Linked DNA regions of Mus musculus: region 2 is linked to region 1. The links are chromatin contacts, called in public promoter capture Hi-C maps. All regions are on one chromosome and are shown on one strand. Each heading gives the region's core, a stretch centred on a gene start, on an enhancer-like site or on the middle of the called end of the contact. The rest is flanking DNA. Distances are from core to core; before and after follow the strand shown. Region 1 holds the start of Ino80e (INO80 complex subunit E). Region 2 holds the start of Zfp764 (zinc finger protein 764).

Evidence for each region. Capture Hi-C pulls out chosen DNA fragments and counts their contacts.
Region 2: a contact with region 1 is called in a promoter capture Hi-C map of liver, with 2.4 times the contacts expected there. The contact joins the promoter of Zfp764 here to the promoter of Ino80e in region 1. A contact is called at or near these places in 2 of 115 datasets of contacts at active chromatin or transcription factors (double positive thymocytes and large pre-B cells) and 1 of 9 other capture datasets (liver).

Annotation. Positions count from the first base shown.
Region 1 is chr7:126,860,481-126,865,185 of GRCm38.p6, forward strand. It overlaps Ino80e (INO80 complex subunit E), which reads right to left and starts at 1,892. Exons shown (of 8, transcript NM_001370765.1): 1 at 1,794-1,892; 2 at 1,225-1,537; 3 at 996-1,066; 4 at 760-812. The coding sequence starts at 1,849. It overlaps Hirip3 (HIRA interacting protein 3), which reads left to right and starts at 1,492. Exons shown (of 7, transcript NM_172746.3): 1 at 1,492-2,036; 2 at 2,120-2,240; 3 at 2,338-2,446; 4 at 2,689-3,770; 5 at 3,840-4,005; 6 at 4,083-4,181; 7 at 4,254-4,642. The coding sequence starts at 1,972. The coding sequence ends at 4,417.
Region 2 is chr7:127,404,519-127,409,223 of GRCm38.p6, forward strand. It overlaps Zfp764 (zinc finger protein 764), which reads right to left and starts at 2,304. Exons shown (of 3, transcript NM_146203.4): 1 at 1,903-2,304; 2 at 1,648-1,761; 3 at 1-1,141. The coding sequence starts at 2,086. The coding sequence ends at 144.

The DNA of each region.
Region 1 (4,705 bases), core at 642-3,141:
GCCCGACTGCTTGCTCTTCCAGAGGTCCTGAGTTCAATTCCCAGCAACCACGTGGTGGCTCAAGGCCATCTGTAATGGGACTGGATGCCCTCTTCTGGTGTGTCTGAAGACAGCTACAGTGTACTCATATACATAACATAAATAATTCTAAAAAATCCTAGAAAACCACTTTTCTTCTCAATACCATTAGTGTGTTTGTGCAGATACCTACATGCTATAGCGAGTGTTTTGAGATTAGTGGACAGCTTTCAGGAGTTGTTAGTCTCCTTTGTTCTTAAAGATTGGGCCTCAGTAACAAACTCTATGCCTCTGCCTCTGGCATGCACTACAGGAATGGCTACTACTTTTATCTTTCTAGTTTACTTTTTCACTTATTATAGACAACTGATAGAAATGACAAGCAGCCAGAGGCTTCCTTCATTTTGCCAGCCTGTGTCAAGCACAGTACCTAGAACACAGTGGATAAGGAAATACTTGAAAATCCAGAGGCGTGGTGTGTTCTTTGGAGGCAGAGGCAGGCGGATTTCTGAGGCTAGCCTCAGGCTAGCCTGGTCTACAAAAGGACTACACAGAGAAACCTTGTCCAATGGGGTGAAAAAAGACAAAACAGGAAGAAGGTGACAGAAGGCAGCAACTAGGCTTAAGAACCATTGGAGGGGCCTGCATCAGCTTCCGGACCCTAGGAGGGTGGACCTAGGAACACGTGTTTCAAGGGCCAGTATCTCATATCTTCCTAAAAGTGGTCATGACTTTGCTCACCAGAGGAGTCTTCATCCACGTTCTCATACTGCAGAAGTCGATCTAGAAGGAAACTGAGACAAGTGGGAAGGAGGGTGGGTATCCCCATTTTGGTGGTCTTGAGCCCTACCTAGTCCCTCCTAGGAGACCCACTGGATCCTCCTAAGACTGCATGCATTTGGGATCCTGTTCCGGGACGGCGTAAGAACGGATTCCCTGGGAGTTAACAGTGCCCTCGTGCCCACAAGATGCCTTACCTCTTGTCTCGGGAAACCTTCAGCAATTTCCTTTGCGCCTTTCTGAGCTCCTCCTGGAAGCACTCGTGCTCCTGCGGCGGACAGGGCGGGTGCTGAGCCAAGAGCAATCCATAAAAGACCCAGAACCCGGAGACATCTCTCCCTACTCACCCCCTTTACCACATGGGTAAACTGAGGTCCTCTCCGAGTTAGGCCTCACACTCCACAACCGCCCCACGCTGGCACTCACGTAAATGAGGAACTTGAGCTTCCGCTTCAGATTCCTGTATTTCTTTTTGTAGTCCACTTCGCCGTCCGCTGGTCCGTTCATGACCCGCCAGGGAGAAACGCCCCGGAGTAGAGTCCCGCTACCCAAGTCCGCCCGGCCTCTCACACCTCCACTTCCGGAGACTTTGCAACGCCGTATGAAACGGACTACAACTCCCAGCGTCCTCCGCGCGCGGGGAGCGTAATCACACCGCCCGCCCTCCTGGGGGAAGACCCGAAAGGAACGCTGCTTCCAGTGGCTTCGCGGTGAGCTGAGGTCACAGAGGAGCTGGACACTGGGGGGGCACAATTATTGATTGTAAACTGTTTATAAAGATTTGGAACCAAAAGAATATAACCAGAAATTCAGTATGTTAGCGAGAATACCGTCTCCCTTCTGCCTTTCGAAACAAGCGACCTAATTTGTTAATCCCGACCACAGGGATTGATTGAACTGATTACGTTATAAAGACTGCCGGCGCCGAACCGGCTTCTAGCGAAAATTTTAACACGTAGTTTTAGCAAAGAGTCGAAACCTCGCTCAAGACCCACCAGCTGCTCAGGAAAAAGCAAGGTCGGCCAAAGTTTTCCGTCTCAGTGCTCCACATCGGAGGCTCAACGGTCCCATTCCTCACGAAGCCGCCGCACTGCGCGTGCGCAAACTACTGTCGCTCGGGAAACCAGCCTTGAAGAAAAAAAGGCGGGAGCAACCAATCCCTGGTGACGCAAAATGGCGCCGGGAGATGAGATGCGAAAATTCACTCGCAGCTTCTTTCGAGCTTGCCCGGACCTCAGGTGCATAGAGTCTGGGTATTAGAGTCTGGGTTGTGAAGGGGAGGGGTTAGGCTGGAACTCTGTCATGACACGTGTCTCTGTAGCTCGGTTACGCACGCCATCGTGCGACAGAAATTTTTGATTCACGTGGGTCGGGATCATCTTGAACCTGAAGAGAAGCAGGCGTTGAAGCGGCTGGTGGAGGAGGAGCTGCCGAAAATGCAGGTGTGGGTCTAACCCTGGGCCAGCAGAGACAGGGTTTGTTGCTGAGGGGTTGGGGCAGGGCATCTTGGTTCGGTTTGCCCTCATGCTGCACCCACAGGCGGATGCTGGTACCAGGGAAGGAAAGCCAGACTTTATCAAAGTGAAGAGGTCTCCTGCTCCCTGCAGTGACCCAAAGAAGAAAAGGTTCCGCTTTAATTCAGAGTCAGGTTAGTGCCTTCTTCCCTGTTTATCTGTCTGTGACTCCAGCATCATTGGTTTCTTCAAAAGGCGAGGCGCATGTATTAATTGCAAGGCTGGGGCTTGGGGGACAGTGAGTCAGGAACCAGCTGGGGCCACAGCTGTGGTGCTTCTTGCTGCCCTTCACTCTTAACCAGAGTAGATCTAGAAGCATCCTATTCTAGATGGAAGGAGAGGGAGGAATCCATCCAGTCCCATCCCCATGTTTCAGAATCCAGCTCTTCACCATCCAGTCCAGATGGCTCAGGACCCTCAACAAAGAACAGGACAACCAAGAAGACATGTCTAAGAAGAGCCTTAAAGAAAGCAGTTGAGAGCACAGATGAAGACCACCAAACAGACCTGGATGCAAAGATGGGATTGGAGGAGAGCAGTGAGGGGGAAGCAGAGGGCTCTGTTAGATCAGGTAAGGTCACCGAGGAAGAGGAGGACATGAAACAAGAACAGAAGGGCCAGGTTAGAAAGCAAGCTGGGGCCAAAGACAAGCAAGTACCACTCAAGGCAGACAGGAAGCAGGTTAGGGAAGAGAGTGGGAGCAGTGAGGAGGAGGCTGTGCTGCAGAGAGCAAAGGTGGAGGGAAGCACAGGTGCTAACTGCCAGGAGGAGAGTGAAGAGAGCGGAGAGGAGAGCCCAGCTAAGAAGAAAGAGCTTAGTGAGCCCAGATCCAGAAGTAACAGAGCAGAGAGAACAGCCAGGGAGAGAAAGAGCTATAAGCAGAAAAGCAGGCCTGGGAGGCCAACTGGAGGCTTGCGAGACAGCGAGGCAGAGAAGGAAGGGGGCACAGTGGGCAGTGGGGACAGCAGTGAGGAGGGGGAGGCAGAGAAGGAAGGAGGCACAGTGGGCAGTGGGGACAGCAGTGAGAAGGGGGAGGCAGAGAAGGAAGAGGGCACAGTGGGTAGTGGGGACAGCAGTGAGGAGGGAGAAGAGCACTCGGTGAAGAGAAAGAGCAAGGTCAGGACCCAGACCGAGAGTGGGAGGAGGCAGAACACAAGCAGCAGGGATGACAGTAACAGCACACAGGAGCAAGCAGCTGCTCAAGGCACTACAAAGTCAGGCAGCCTAGGCAGCAGTAATGGTGACAGTGACACAGAGAGGGAAGTGAGTGACTCCCAGGCAGGACAAAACACCAAAGAGGAGAGGAAGAGCCGCTCTTCCAACAAGAGCTCCAAGAACGGCCAGGCCCGAAGTTGTTCATCTTCATCAGATTCGAGTCCAGAACCCACAGGTCAGAAGGGCAAGGCCCGAAGTTCCTCATCTTCATCAGATTCAGGTCCAGAACCCACAGGTCGGAAGGTGAGAGGACACACCAGGTGGGTGGGATCCACTCAGGAAAAGGGACTTCAGCTGCAAACTCCTTATTAGGCTGCCTCTCGCTGTGGAGAGGACCACCCAGCTGTGGCTAGACTAAAGCGTTACATTCGAGCCTGTGGTGCCCACCGAAACTACAAGAAGCTGCTGGGCTCCTGCAGCTCCCACAAGGCGCGCCTGAGTGTCCTCAGGGCTGAGCTGGAAGCACTGGGCATGAAGGGTGAGAGGGGTGTGCCTGAGATCTACAGGAGGGCCTGAGCACTGGGGAGGAGGCCTCACAAGCTGCTTCTGCTCCAGGGAACCCTTCCTTGGAGAAGTGTCGCGCTCTGAAGCTGCAGCGGGAAGAGGCAGCTGAAGTGGCTGCCCTGGATGTTGCCAACATCATCAGCAGTACAGGTAAACAATTTCTGCTTCAGGGAAGGAAGAGCCTGGGGTCCGGGAACTGATTTTTCTCTCCCCACCTCCCAGGCCGGCCACGAAGACGAAATGCCTGGAACCCTTCAGGGGAAGGGACCTCCCCAGGAGAGACTTATCGCCGAACCCTGGACTCAGAAGAGGAGCAGCCGCGCCAAGCACCTCCAGACTGGTCCCATATGCGTGATATCATCAGCAGTGACGGTGACAGCAGCTGAACTCCCGTGTCCATGGTGGACCTTACCCTGTTATACAAGAGCCTGGTCAGTGGAAGCAACTTCCAAAGACAGACTACAGTGGCAGGATCCAAGTTATTGGCACACTACTCAATTTCATGTTCTCTAAGATGGCCTTGGGGTTCATGTGCAAGCATCCTCTCCAGGCATTTGAGTGGACTGTTGTTTGTTTTTAAAGACTCAATAAAAAATGTTTGTAATTACTTCATCCAAATTGGTCCCAAACCGTCATGCCCTGTCTGTCCTTTGGGGTCAAGAATTTAGTAGTCG
Region 2 (4,705 bases), core at 1,054-3,553, 540 kb after region 1:
ACCAGCAGTACCTAGAACGTCTGTGACTTCCGGAAGATGACATAGGTTCAACCCTCTGGACCTCAAACAATGTACATATCTCACCCTCTATGTTGACGCCTTTAAGACCATCACCCACACTTTCTGAATATCTCTGGGTAATGCTAGAAGCCCACAGGTGGATCCGGGTCCTCTTGTCTAGGGTCCAGGGATATAGATAACTGACGGGCTTTTTTGTCCTTATGGCCTTTAGCTCCTGGTCTATGGACCCACTGGTGGCTTGTCATAGCTGACTTTGTGCGAAACTGCCTGCCACATTGAGGGCAGGGGTAAGGACGCTCGCCAGTGTGGGTCCTCCTATGGGCTGGAATTTCAGAGCTCTGGCGAAAGCAGCGACCACAATCAGGGCATGAATAAGGCTTTTCACCTGTATGGATGCGCATGTGGCGCCGAAGATATTTGGAATCCGCAAAGGCTCTGCCACAGTGAGTGCAAGTGAAGGGGGTCACACCACTGTGTACCACCCGCTGGTGCTCACGGAACGCAGATCTCTGGCTGAAGCAGCGTCCACAATCAGCACAACAGTAAGGCTTCTCCCCAGTGTGGATACGGAGATGGGCAATGAGGCCAGAGCGACGTGTGAAGGCTCGGCCACAGTCAGGGCAACAATGAGGCCGTTCCCCTCTGTGTATGGCCCGGTGAGAGCTCAGGGAAGAAGACCGGCTGAAGGATTTGTTGCAGTCGGGGCAACAAAATGGTTTTTCACCTGTGTGAGTATACATGTGTGCCACCAATGTGGACCGCTGGGTAAAACTCTTCCCACAGTCAGGACACTGATGCGGCCGTTCCCCTCGGTGTATGGCTCGGTGCATGGTCAGGGAAGAAGCCCGGCCGAAGCATTTGTTGCAGTCTGGGCACTGAAACGGCTTTTCACCTGTGTGAGTGTACAGGTGCTCCACCAATGTGGGCCGCTGGGCAAAACTCTTCCCACACAAATGGCACCCGTGACGCTTGTCTGCCCTTAGGACCGTGGCTTGAATTCCACTAGCGGAGCCAGCAAATGAGAGTTGTGGCTCCTTCTGCCCAGGTTCTGGAGAAAATGTCTTCTGCATTGCTTCAGTCTCTTCTCTTGGTCTCTTCCTTTCCTTCTCGTGCCTGCAATCTGCTGGGAGACCATGAAAAAAGCTCAGACTCTGACTTCTACTGCCCCTTAATTTCCACAGCGCCACATGGGGACAGACTGGACACAGGACGGTAGAGACCACCGCATCTGAGCATGTGCGGTGCACAGATGTCCAGATGCAGCATAAAGAAAGGGGTCTGTGTGGTCCCCAATCCCAAGTGCAGTTGTCTAAGAAGCACTTGTCAGAGGTGGACAGCAAGAACTGAAGGAGACTCCAGAACGCAGTCACAGAGATAGTAGCAGAGAAGAAGTGGGAACGAGGGGCTACAACCTATACAGCCTAATGACCCTGTAGATATGAGGTGAGAGCACTGGACAGAACAATCACAGCCCCTTTTCAGATGAATCCAGGAGCCAGCCATCATGGCTTTGGCCAGGAAACAGCAAAATAAGAAGAAACTGCCAGGCAGTAAGTGCAGTCACTAGAAGACACCACACAGGCTGGCAACACAGAAGTTTCCCCAGGCAAGTACCCAGTCCTTCACCTGAGTGGACTTCTGTCCTGCACATGGCCACCTCTGGATCCTGTGCACAGGGTCCCCACACTTCGGACTCTTCCTCCACCCAGCAGATGAGTGCTGGTTTGGCGCCTCCAAGTCCTGAAGGGAAAAATAGCAAACCCACTAGTCAAGAGGACAACCCACTTGGTTCCGACCGCCCGTGCCCAGGTCTCTCTGCTGCCACGCAGGACCCACGGTGTCACGTGAGGCGCGAACACAGGCGGCCAGGAAGGTTCTCACCGAGAGAGGCCAGGAGACCATAGGTCTCGCGCATCACCTCTCGGTACAGGGCTCTCTGCGCCGGCCGCAGACACCTCCACTCCTCCGGGGAGAAGTACACGGCCACGTCCGCGAAGCTCACAGCCTCGGGTTTACAGGACGCAGGCGGAGCCCAGGCCCTTCCCCGGGCCATCCTCTGCGCCATGGGGACTCCCCGCACAGTCCCTGGGTCAGCCCCGCACGCCTGGGATTGCCTTCTCAGTTCACGGTGTCCGTGGTCGGGTACCAGGGCTGAAAAGGGACAGGAACCAGGTCTGTGGGCACCTTAATGTAGGTGAAAATTGAAAACTGATAGGAGCACAGCGGAGATTTCAGGAAGACCGCGTAAAAATGTGGACTTGGGCGCGGCATCTCAGGAACTATGCTCCCTAGCGGTCCTGCCCAGGGTTGCATTACTTGACTTCCTGCATCAATTTCTTCCAGCCCTCATCAAAAATGGCCACAGAGTCTACAAGTGCCAGTCTGAGAACAAATCCCAGGCAGACAGGCCCACATGAGACTGCCTGCCTGTGAGGACCACATACAGGGAGGGTTTTATGGTCTCAGAAGACCCACAGCCCTCTCAAGGTCAGCTAGGTGGAAGCGGCCTGTGAATAGATGTTTAGTATTTTATTTGTGGTCAGTGTTCATCTCGGAGCTAGAAGCAAGCCTGTGGAGGGAGACCTGTTAATAAGCTATTAAATGAAGCAGGCCTCCAGTTGTGGTGGTTTTATCAGCTTGGTCTTCAAATCTCAAACTAGTTGAGGAATACTGACTGCTCCTGATACAGATCAGAGATCACAGAGCTGATCTTTGATCAGCCAGGACACCTGGGACATTCCAGACCATCCAATCTTCTAAAAGGTTAAATGTACTCCTGCCCATCTGGATTTCTTTGCCTCACTCTTAGCAGGGAGTTAAGATTTCTGGGCCATTTGTGAGAGTCCGGGGAGGAATGAGGTCCAACTCACAGTAAGGATTTAAGTCTGACTCATTGTTATTTTAATATAAGAATACCTACCTATGAAAGGAATATTATCCTATTTGTCATCATTCAGAGCTGTTTGTGCTTTATAAAAAAAAAAAAGAAAAAGAAGCCAGGGATATGTTGGTGGAGGCACAGTGTGGTGTAGGTGAAGGGGGTGCCTCTGAGAGCTCATTTGAGTCCTCCCTTCCCCCCGGAGGTACCAGCTTATGATGGTACAGTATAGAATAGAGTTTATTTAAGGCATGGGGTGGAGAGTTGATGGCTTAATAGAGACAGATGAAGAGAGACAGAGAGAGAGGGAGAGAAGGAAAGGTGAGAAAAAGAGAAGAAAGAGAAAGAGAGAGAAAAGAGAAGTGGAATAGAACACATGGAGGGGGGAGGGGAATGAGGAGAGAAGGGACAGAGCAGAAGAGGGTTAGAGAGCAAGAGAGCAAAAGGTGTACACTGTAGCTGTGTTCAGACACACCAGTAGAGGGGGCATCAGATCCCCATTGCAGATGGTTGTGAGCCACCATGTGGTTGCTGGGAATTGAACTCAGGACCTCTTGAAAAGCAGGCAGTGCTCTTAAGCACTGAGCCATCTCTCCTGCCCTGAAAATAGTTTTAATCCCCAACCAACTGCACCACCAGAGTGGGAGGAGGGGTGACCCAGGGTTATGAGATCGCTATCAGCTCCCCCAGTTTCATACAGCATATACCTTCTAATGTGTGGAACAAGGCTATGGTGAACAGGATGTCGCCCTATAAATGATTGATCTTAGACAGTTTAAAGAGGCCACTGTTTTTATATGGGATGCATATGCCTTGTGTAAATTCTAAATAACTAGGCTACCCAAATATTCCCCGAGCTTGTTAGGGATTGGTGGCAGCTGCACTAGGGTCCACCCACTGTTGCAATGGTTAACATGGTGGAAGGAAGGACATGTGAGTATTGAACAGTGAAACAAAGCACAGAGAATGAATATGGGGAAAGACCAGTTACTAGTTGAAGGCAGTACTTTAAGATACAAAACAGATCAAACGTAATGGTGCTGCCGTAGAACACTGCCGCTTAGCAGCTTGAAGAACTCGGGATAAAGCTGAACCTGAGAAAAGGTCCACCTTGTTTACAAAGCGTATCCAAGGCTCTGCAGAAGCCTTCACTGATTTGAGATTTGATTTTTCTTTCAAAGATGAGTCTCAGCTGTGAGCAAAGCCCTGCCAGACCCTGAATTGAGGCAGGCATCGATAGAGACCTTAAAATTTGAAAATTCAAATACCAAATGTTAAGAAAACAAAACAAAACATTAAAGGTGCGGGCAGCAGCTATGGATGAGTGGATAAGGGGAATAACCAATATTAGTTCTAAGGTGCAGTATGCTAATATCAAAGGTCAAGGTGTAACTAGGGGTCTCCAATATCAAACTGCCCAGTGTGTCAATTGCAGGGAATGCAGTCATTTGCAAAGACACTATGACCAAGCCACTAAAGGTCTCAAATCTCAAAATGCTTGGCACTTTCACTGTGGGAAATATGTTCATTTGCAACAAAAGTGTGAACAAGGCATCTCTAAGGGCAATGGTTCTTCTAAATACGAACCAGAAAGAAGGCCTAGGCTTCTAGGGGGTGTGCAGGCAATGTGTTTGGGTTTGCCATTGGACTGGTGAGTGCAGGTGAAGAGAGATATTCAAGGTAATGACTTAGGGTTGATAAATGGCCTTGGGGCATGGAGCCCACCCCAACACCGGAACAAAATATGGGTTGCTTGTCCATTGTCATCCAAGGAGGAACATACAGACCCAAAACCTCAACTGAGTA